Linked DNA regions of Mus musculus: all the other regions are linked to region 2. The links are chromatin contacts, called in public Hi-C and HiChIP or PLAC-seq maps. All regions are on one chromosome and are shown on one strand. The core of a region is the stretch at or near the end of the contact, and the rest is flanking DNA. Distances in the headings are between cores, read along the strand shown.

The links. Hi-C and Micro-C count contacts between places; a contact is called where the count stands out from the background. HiChIP or PLAC-seq counts read pairs in DNA pulled down with a chosen protein or histone mark.
Region 1: an HNF4G HiChIP or PLAC-seq map of pancreatic cancer cells shows a contact between it and region 2. The contact joins the promoter of A630001O12Rik here to the promoter of Pard3 in region 2. A contact is called at or near these places in 2 of 39 promoter capture datasets (both in liver), 2 of 115 datasets of contacts at active chromatin or transcription factors (embryonic stem cells and pancreatic cancer cells) and 1 of 9 other capture datasets (liver).
Region 3: a contact with region 2 is called in a Hi-C map of the N1E-115 cell line, with 2.9 times the contacts expected there. The contact joins the enhancer-like site here to the promoter of Pard3 in region 2. A contact is called at or near these places in 1 of 484 Hi-C or Micro-C datasets (the N1E-115 cell line), 2 of 115 datasets of contacts at active chromatin or transcription factors (cardiomyocytes and embryonic stem cells) and 1 of 9 other capture datasets (liver).

The regions. Positions count from the first base shown.
Region 1 is chr8:126,847,649-126,850,348 of GRCm38.p6, reverse strand. It overlaps A630001O12Rik (RIKEN cDNA A630001O12 gene), which reads right to left and starts at 1,329. Exons shown (of 2, transcript NR_151740.1): 1 at 1,119-1,329; 2 at 1-988. All of the region lies in intron 1 of Gm31718 (a long non-coding RNA gene), which reads left to right.
Region 2 is chr8:127,062,737-127,065,436 of GRCm38.p6, reverse strand. Pard3 (par-3 family cell polarity regulator) reads right to left here and starts at 1,381. Exons shown (of 25, transcript NM_001309391.1): 1 at 964-1,381. The coding sequence starts at 1,083.
Region 3 is chr8:127,267,373-127,270,072 of GRCm38.p6, reverse strand. All of the region lies in intron 2 of Pard3 (par-3 family cell polarity regulator), which reads right to left. Among named protein-coding and RNA genes, the nearest start is that of Gm9909, 190 kb to the left of the region's middle. Within about 2 kb of position 1,307, at least 33 of the 459 cell types and tissues checked have an H3K27ac peak or open chromatin away from gene starts, as enhancers often do. A contact at or near this core is called in the N1E-115 cell line, where this site is marked.

The sequences.
Region 1 (2,700 bases), core at 80-2,579, 220 kb after region 2:
CTTTCTAACAGCCAGGGTTTTGAATGACCTGACCTCTTTCCCTCCCTCTGAGACTGGAAGATACCAGCTTCACTTTAGCCAGCTCAGGCAGGGAAGGCTCAGCTAGGAAGATCCTGCCCAGTATAAGGGCTGATGGTGTAGGGGTTGAATACCCAGTGGTGCAATAGTCCCTGGGACCTCCACTGTGGCTTTGTGTCACAGTGATCAGGGGACAGGAGAGGCCAGAGCAGGGAACTGCTCTGTCCAGGCCTGGCGTGCAGTGGTTTCCTGCTTTACTAAGTGGCCGTTGCTCTGTACTGATGATTCATGATGTTTGGAAAGTGTGGCTGTGCGCTGAACAGGGAAGTGAAGAATAACACAGCCAAGGTCAAGGCAGGACAAGACAGGACAGCGCCATTACCAGCCATGCACTGTGTGGAAGATACAGAGGGTGAGGGCAGTAGTAAATCGAGGTCTGGTGGTCCTTGGCAGAGTGAGCCTGTGCTCCCCCTTGCAGGTTTGCAAGTAGTGGTCACCTGTCTGTCGCTGGAAGCCAGTGCTGGTCTTGGCTGAGCTGGGCAAAAGGAGGAAGTGGAGGGTGAGTGAGTCAGCCTTTGTTTCCTCTCTGAGTCAGGGTCGGCTCCATTTCTGAGGTTGGAGCCAGGGGGCACTGTGTGGCTTTCTGTGGATTCTTTGAACTTGTAGTCAACACTGATGATCTGCCCCTTAAGGCCGCTGCCCCTTCAGTGACCTTTTAGATGAGTAAGGGGATTAAGCTGGATCCTGCAGCCCTACCACTAGCCAGACTCCCCTTTGACTCAACTGGAGCTCTTCCTGTGGTCAACGGACAGAGTCCAGGGATAGGTTTCTGGGGCTGTGCCCAGATCAGGGCATCCTTATGCCAGGAGTCAGCTCTGAAGGGGCAGCTGGGTTTGAGAGTCTCTTCTGGTGATGGGTAGTGAGGTCATCTCCCTGGGCTTCAGTCAATCCTTAGGTTGGTGATGCAGTACTAGGAAGACGAACACATGGTTAGGATGGTCATACCAGGAATTTCCACGGACAGTGCAGAGCTGACTGTGGCGGGTCAGGTACAACCTGTTCTAAGAGCATTCCTTGTGCTCAGAGATGAGATTACTCACCCAATGGAGACTTGGGACTCCTTTACAGAACACTTCTATGTCCCTGGGCCTTGGCGCCTACCCATCATCGCCTTAGATGGTTAGCGCTCTGACCTTCCAGCACATTCTTCTTATTTTTTCTTGCACATTGCATGACCAGGCAGATGGTCGGTTGGTCCTGCTCAGCCTAGCAATGTTGGTGGGGCTATGTAGCTGCAAGTAAGAATGCTGTGAGTTGAGGCAGTTGGAGCTTCTGGTACAGCGATAGGCAGGCCAGGGGCTCCCCTTGCTCTCACGCCAGCTTCCTCTGAACTCTGATTCCAATCGCTTGTCTTTGAGAAACTTCCTCTACCTCGGTAGACAACGTAAAAGATGGTGGCTTTCGATACTACGCACGGCCTCACTAGGGAGTGACTGAAAGTTCAAAGTCCCAGACATGGCCTTGGTGGCCTTTGCTAGGGCCAGGTAAATGTCAGTGGTTCCTCCATGGTGGTGGTATGGGGAGTGTTGATCTAATAACTGCTCACATCTGGGCTGTGTGATGAGCAGGTCCTTGCCTAAGACAGACAATGAGGCTCTTCCTGAGTCCCAGCATGAAGATGCAGCCTTTCTGCCCCTGCTCACCTTACCCAGAGCCTAGCAGCGAGGAGTAGGGCCCCATGGCGGGTTCATCTGTCCTTTAAGCTGTTATTTCCTGGGAGGATGTGGTGGTGGGTGAAGGTCTCCTTCTGGAGATACAAGCTTCAGGTAAAAAGCTGTGTGATTTTTTTTTTTTTTTTTTTTTTTTGAGCAGAATTCCTTGGAGAGTGCTCTTTGCAACCAAACGGAAGAACAAAAGGACAATTCTCAGAAGCACACCAAAAACGAAACCAAATAAAAACCCCATAAAAAATCCCTATGGGGTAAAGGAAATACCAGTCTGATGCCTTTTGTGTCTTGTGTTGGGTCATAAAGGGCAGGCTCTCTAAGAGGTGGTGTCAACAGTGGCAATGTGGCAATGTTTGGACTCCAGAGAGAATGCTCTGGAAAACAATAGAAGGTGACACCCACGTGTCTATGTGACTGGCAGCCATCAGGGACAGCCTCATGGCCAGGGCATGTATGGAGCCTGGGAGAGGCACTGGGCAGGAAGGAGCTCAAAGTTTGCACATGGTCACCGAGAGCTGGCAACTGGGCTTGTCCCTTCTGGGCATGACTGATGTCAGAGGATCTCTGACCTCCACTTAGTCACTAGATACCAGTCTGGAACTCTCTTTGAAGATGAAGTAAACACTCACAGTGCTGATAATAACAGCTGGGTGATGTCACACGGTTATCTGTAGCTTGAAGAGCTGCACCTGGGTGCTGGAGTGACTGACAGGCATCAGACTTTCTGTTCCCTCATGGGCCTTCTGCACGAGGGGCCACAGTTTGGGGGCGTGGTTCAGAGGCTGCTTCAAGGATGGAGCTGAGGATGCGGTGACTTTCACTCTTGTTTCAGGAGGTGACAACATGCCAGGGATGGAGCTGTGCTGTCAACCACAGCAGCTGCGTGTGGCCTGTGGCTGGCAGCTCGGCCTACATGGGTACCTGCCATGAGGCTTGTGGGAGATTTCGGTTCTGC
Region 2 (2,700 bases), core at 132-2,631:
CCACCTTCTCCTCTCGCTTGTTCTGAAGTCACAGAAGGCAGGCCACTGAACAGACAACAGACGGGGAAATACCAAAGGGAACACATTCCACTCTCATACAAAGGAAATATCCTCAGGTGCTAGAACGAAACTTCAGCGTGGGCTGTTGTCAAACACAGAGGGTAAAACAACCTACAAAACGCCCTTCCACTTCTGACCTATTATGGAGGAATGCGGTTTAATGGAGACAATGTTCTCCATGAGGAAAACAGAGAAATAGAGGCTACTTCGACCCCAGGCCCAGTGAAGCCCGGGCTCCTCACTGGAGCACATCCAGCTAGGTAGGGGTAGAGAGCCAGAGGGAGTTCTGACTCCAGGAGCGAGTCTAGGCTTAGGTGTTTTAAGGAGCCGAGCACCGGAGCCACTCCATCGCCCCCACCTTAGCCCATGAGCCTGGCCGACCCAAACACGGCTGCACGCGCGACTCGGAGATCCCGCAAGAACACAGAAGGTCCACGGCCCGGCTGCGGCTCCCGCGTGTACCAGATCGCTCAACTCTTCCCACACTCCCCAAAGTTCCGTGGGCAACCCTCCGGGACAGGCCTGCTCCGGGAGAGGCCTGGAGCTGGATTGCCAGGGCCCGCGGACGGTCGGGCAAAGGCGCCCCGCCAGGCAACGCCGCGCCTCCCGCGTGCCGCACTCTGCCTCGCCCCGTGCGGGCTCTGGGCACCCGGCCGTCCACTCCTAAGCCCGGAGGACCCAGACAGTGTCCAGGGACCGTGAGGGTGGCGATCGCGGCCCAGCCGGAGCGCGCCGAGAACTTTACGGCCGCGGGTCCGGGCCGGGGGCGCCGGCGAGGCCGTCGGCTGCGGCACTTTCCCTTTCCCCGCCTCCCGGTCTCCCTCCTCCGTCTCCAGGAAGCGCCATATTGATCCCCGCGCCTTTCCCCCGTCCGCTCCCCGCCGCGCGCCCCAGGCCACTCACCTTGGCCACGGCCTTCCGGTAGCGGGTCACCGCCTGCTGGATGAGGCTGAAAACTTTCATGCGGCCATCTCCGCACGGCACGACCACCCGGGTCCTCCCGAAGCACACGGTCACTTTCATGCCGCCGTCCCTCGCTGTCCGTGGCCGGAGCGGCGCTGGGCCGGGAGACTGTACGCAGGGCGCGGTGGGGCCGCTGCGCCGGCGCGCCGGCGGCTAGAGGCGCGAGCAGGCGGCCGCACAGAGCTGCCCGGCTACCATGTCCAGCCCGGCCGCCTTCGCCTGGCCTTGCCTGTCCCCGCCCGGGCGCCTGCAGCCTCCGGCCACCTGTTCGGCGTCTCGGCGTCTTGGCGCGCTCGGCGGCGGCCCGGGGCCGTGTGGCGCTCGCGCTCAGTCGGGACTCCGAGGAGGGGACGGCGAGGCAGGGAGGAGGAGCAGCGACGGGCTGGGCGCACAGCACCGCGCGCAGGCGGCAGGAGGAGGCGCAGGGCGGGGCGCCCCGAGGCCTCCGCCGCTGCCCGGCCGCTCGGTTCACCGCACGGCGAAGCGCGTCGCAGCCCGCGGCGCTGTGCTCGGGCCAGCGCGGGGCAGGGCGCGTCCTCCTCCAGCCCACTTGCCGTAGGCTGCAGTGGGAGGCCCACTCCGGGACGCCCCACCCACGCCCCCAGAGGGCTCCAGCGAGGTCCTCTTCCTTTCTTTGTGACTTTTAATCCCCTTCCTGGGAGAAAGCAGTTTAAGCTCGGAGACGCCTTTAGAGCCCGAGAGCCACCGAGTCGCGCTGGCGAAGATAGGAAGCTCCAGGTCAGGCAAAGCAGGGTTTCTATCCTAAGTGCCTGGCTCCGGTGCAAGGCCGGGCGGCGCTGTTCTGTAGCAGAGATTAATTGGCTGCTCCCGAGAGAGGTTGAAGACGCGTGGACGCCCTGGTACTTCCTCTTGAGGCCACTATTTACCTTAAAGTTTCTTGGTGACCCACTTGTTTAAATAAGCAGGACTTAACACCGCAGTTCAAATACATCTGTTTCTTGAAAATTCCTCAATCTAAGCAACCTAAAACCCTCTGAAAAAAAACACAGTACGAACGCTCGGAGGGAAGGCTGTTCTAGATAGGCTATTCCCTCGCTGCTAAGGCTGCCTCAAAACTCAGGCACTGACACACCCCCAACTCCACAGGGAGTGGGTGATAAGCAAACTCTAAGGTGTTTAATAACAAAGTGGACCAAGTCTAGAGAAGTGACTGAAGCTGCTTTCTGACTTACTTAGAAAATGTGATCCTTAAATAAATGTTGTCTTCAAAGAATGGCAAACTTCAAGAGAGTCGCTGTTGACCTGAGTTTGTCCCACACAATACAGTAAGTTCAGTTTGACAGTTAATTTGCATGATATTTTAAGCCTATTAAAACTCCTGTGGTCCCCAGAATTTGAGCATCTACAGCTGGTGCTGAGGGCTCTCCATCCATCCCTCCTTTCTTTTAAAAATAATAAGCAAAACAAAGAAATCCCTTGGCTTTTTAGACTCCTGCACAGTCTCCTTGGCCATGCGGCTCTAGGTCAGAGGAAACATCACATTTTCTCCCTTCTGACTGCTCTCAGTCCATCCGATGATCACTGGTCCCAGCAAATGTATCGTCCTTTCAGGGGTCCGTCAAGAATTCACCCTCCCAAAGTCCACAAGAGAACTCTTGCGTGCACATAGCCATGGGAAAGACTCTTATTATCTCTACATGGCTATATCTATCATTC
Region 3 (2,700 bases), core at 58-2,557, 200 kb before region 2:
TCCTGCCACTAAGAGAACCCTCAAATAAGAGTATCAGAACAACCAGGGAACCACACAAAAGCCTAAACTTGTGACTTTTAATTCAATCTCCACACCATATATTTCTCTACGAACAAGACTATGGACCATGCTTCCAGTCAAAACATTTCTTCTCTCCTTATTGCCTAAGTGTAGGAAGAAGTTCTGTGACTTTTCTATACCTCTGTATCTTTAGCCTACATTCTTTACTCATTTGCAACATGTGTAATACAATGTACCCTTTACCTTCACAATCTGATTCCCTAAAGGAAATTCTCTATACTTCAGTGTCTAGCGAAACATTGTTATTTAACCTTTCTAATACTTTGAACAATGTAACTTCAAAGGTGGACAAAATCATATACAGAGCTATCCTTAAAATACAGCTGTCTTAAGAAGACCAGATGCATGTACAGTGTTTATTGACCTTCCCCTGAGTCTGTCTGAGTCTGTCTCTCATTATTCCAGTTTCAATCTGGATGAAAGCATTTTCTGAAAGATTTCAGAAACGTTACATCATTTTCCTAACAAACTCCACTCTGCTTCACACTAGCTCAGCCTGAAATTTTCTTCTTGATAAAAGTGGTTACTCCAGCTTTCCCTCAGTAGAGGTCTATGAAAGAACTCCCCAAGCTGTCTCCCTCTGCCTGTAAGTGAGTATCCCTCTTTCAAGAGATTATAAAGACCAAAGCCATGATCCTTAGGAAGACTTGCTTTATTCCTTTACTTCTTAAGCTACTGAAGATCCCTGAGCCAGAAGCCCGCCTGTTTCACTGTCCTGGGGCACTTCCCTTCTTGCTAGAGGCTACACTTGGCAGGCTGTGCTGGATCAGAGGTCTTTGAGAGTATAAGTGACTTCCATCTATGTCTGGAAACTCAGAGTGTATACAGTCTATCCAGGAACATATATAAAGGAGATAAGTCACAAAAATTTCCTGCCAGTTTAGTCTTAGTCACTCTAAAACTTTGGTGTTTTTTATTTGGGGGGGGGGGGCAATTAATGCTCAAACACAAATTAGAAATGTGAAAAATCACTTTGTTCCACATTTTGGAGACTGGTTAACCAAGTTGTTAAAAAAAAAAAAAAAAAAAAAAAAAAAAGGTGAACGAAGCTGTTGTTGAGTCAGTCACAAGAACAAAGTCACAGAAAACCTCAACTCTGTGTCAGACCTGGGAGGAAGCAATAGAGGTCAGCAGAGCATCATTCTGCACTTAATACAAGACAGCACTTTCAGTGCAGAAACCAGCCTGTTTCCAAGGCAACCTGCCACATCTATGGGGAACTCACTTGGGAGTCGGTAAATCCTGGGAGTGCAGAGTTCACTGTTTGAACAAGACACCCACTGGCAACTTAGCTCCCTCTAAAAGCATGACCGGAAAATAAAGAGAAGTTTAACTGCTTCAAAGGATAAAGGAGATTCACACGACTCTATTAAGATGTGGAGATGGGCAGATAAAATGAAAACGGGCGACCTAAGATGAAAAGGAAAAATTGGTTTATTTTCAAGTTCAAAGGCACCAATCGTGGGGAGTGGGTGGCAAGCCTGTCCTACTAGTGTTCGGGAGGCTGAAGCAGGAGTATAGTCAAGTACAGATAAGCCATTACATATAGATCTAGTCTCAAACACCCCCCTCCCCATGGCACCAGAACATACTTTCTATTCAAAGTCCTCACTGAAAGTTGGAGATGACACATACTGAACGGTCAGTGCGCACACTGACAACCACGAGCCAATATTAGCAAAAGACCCAAGGTCAGTCAATTTGTTTTATAAAAATCTAAGCCCCATGTTACATTACAAAACGACTATCAGATTAATTTGCATACAAAAGGAAAGAAAAGGGGGTGGGCGGGTTTTAAATATCCACTGGGGCACAGCCAGGAAGCTTCAAACATTTTCTGAAGTGTTTGTTGCTCTGTTCATTGTTTTAGCATCTTCTGCAGGATAGATGAAGATGTCCTTGACATTAGCTTAAATTATCTCTGGTGTACAGTACCATGCTGATTAAATTAGGCTCATTTTAATCATCTGGCAGGTGTATTCTAAAAGCAACCAAATAATAAAAAATGTTAATCAACTCTTCATTAGCACAACCCGTTTAGCAGTACTTTAAAAGGTAAACACACTGTAAATACTAATTGTGTGCCAATCCTCCCTCCCACACATATATGAAAACAATAGCATACCAGCATCCCATGTATGTGGTGGGTAAAAACAGAAGAACAATAGCACACAGCATCACATACATGTAATGGGTAAGAAAGTAAAGAAATAACATACAAGCATCCCATGTAAGTGGTAAAAACAAAAAACAATAGCTTACAAGGACTCCATCTAGCCCAGGAGTCACTTTAAGTCTTTTGTCACAATGCAAATCTCCTTAGGAGTAAATATCACAGAACTTGGTGAGAGTTTACCTAAGGGGGAAAAAAAATTCAGAAGCTACATTTTAAAGGAAACTGATTCTGAGGATAACAGACCTCAACCTTGCCTAATGTCTAGAAGAAAATGTCCCAGAAGATATCCTGGGACGGGGGAGGCACAGTTTCTTTCCCTGAAGTGAGTGAGGGGCAAAAAGGTGACCCACCAGCTGTGTGGGCCTGAACGTTTTCTTTACCAGTCTGAGCTCAGTAACGGGGTCTGGTATTAGTGATGAGAAACTGCTTGGGCTGCTTCCTGC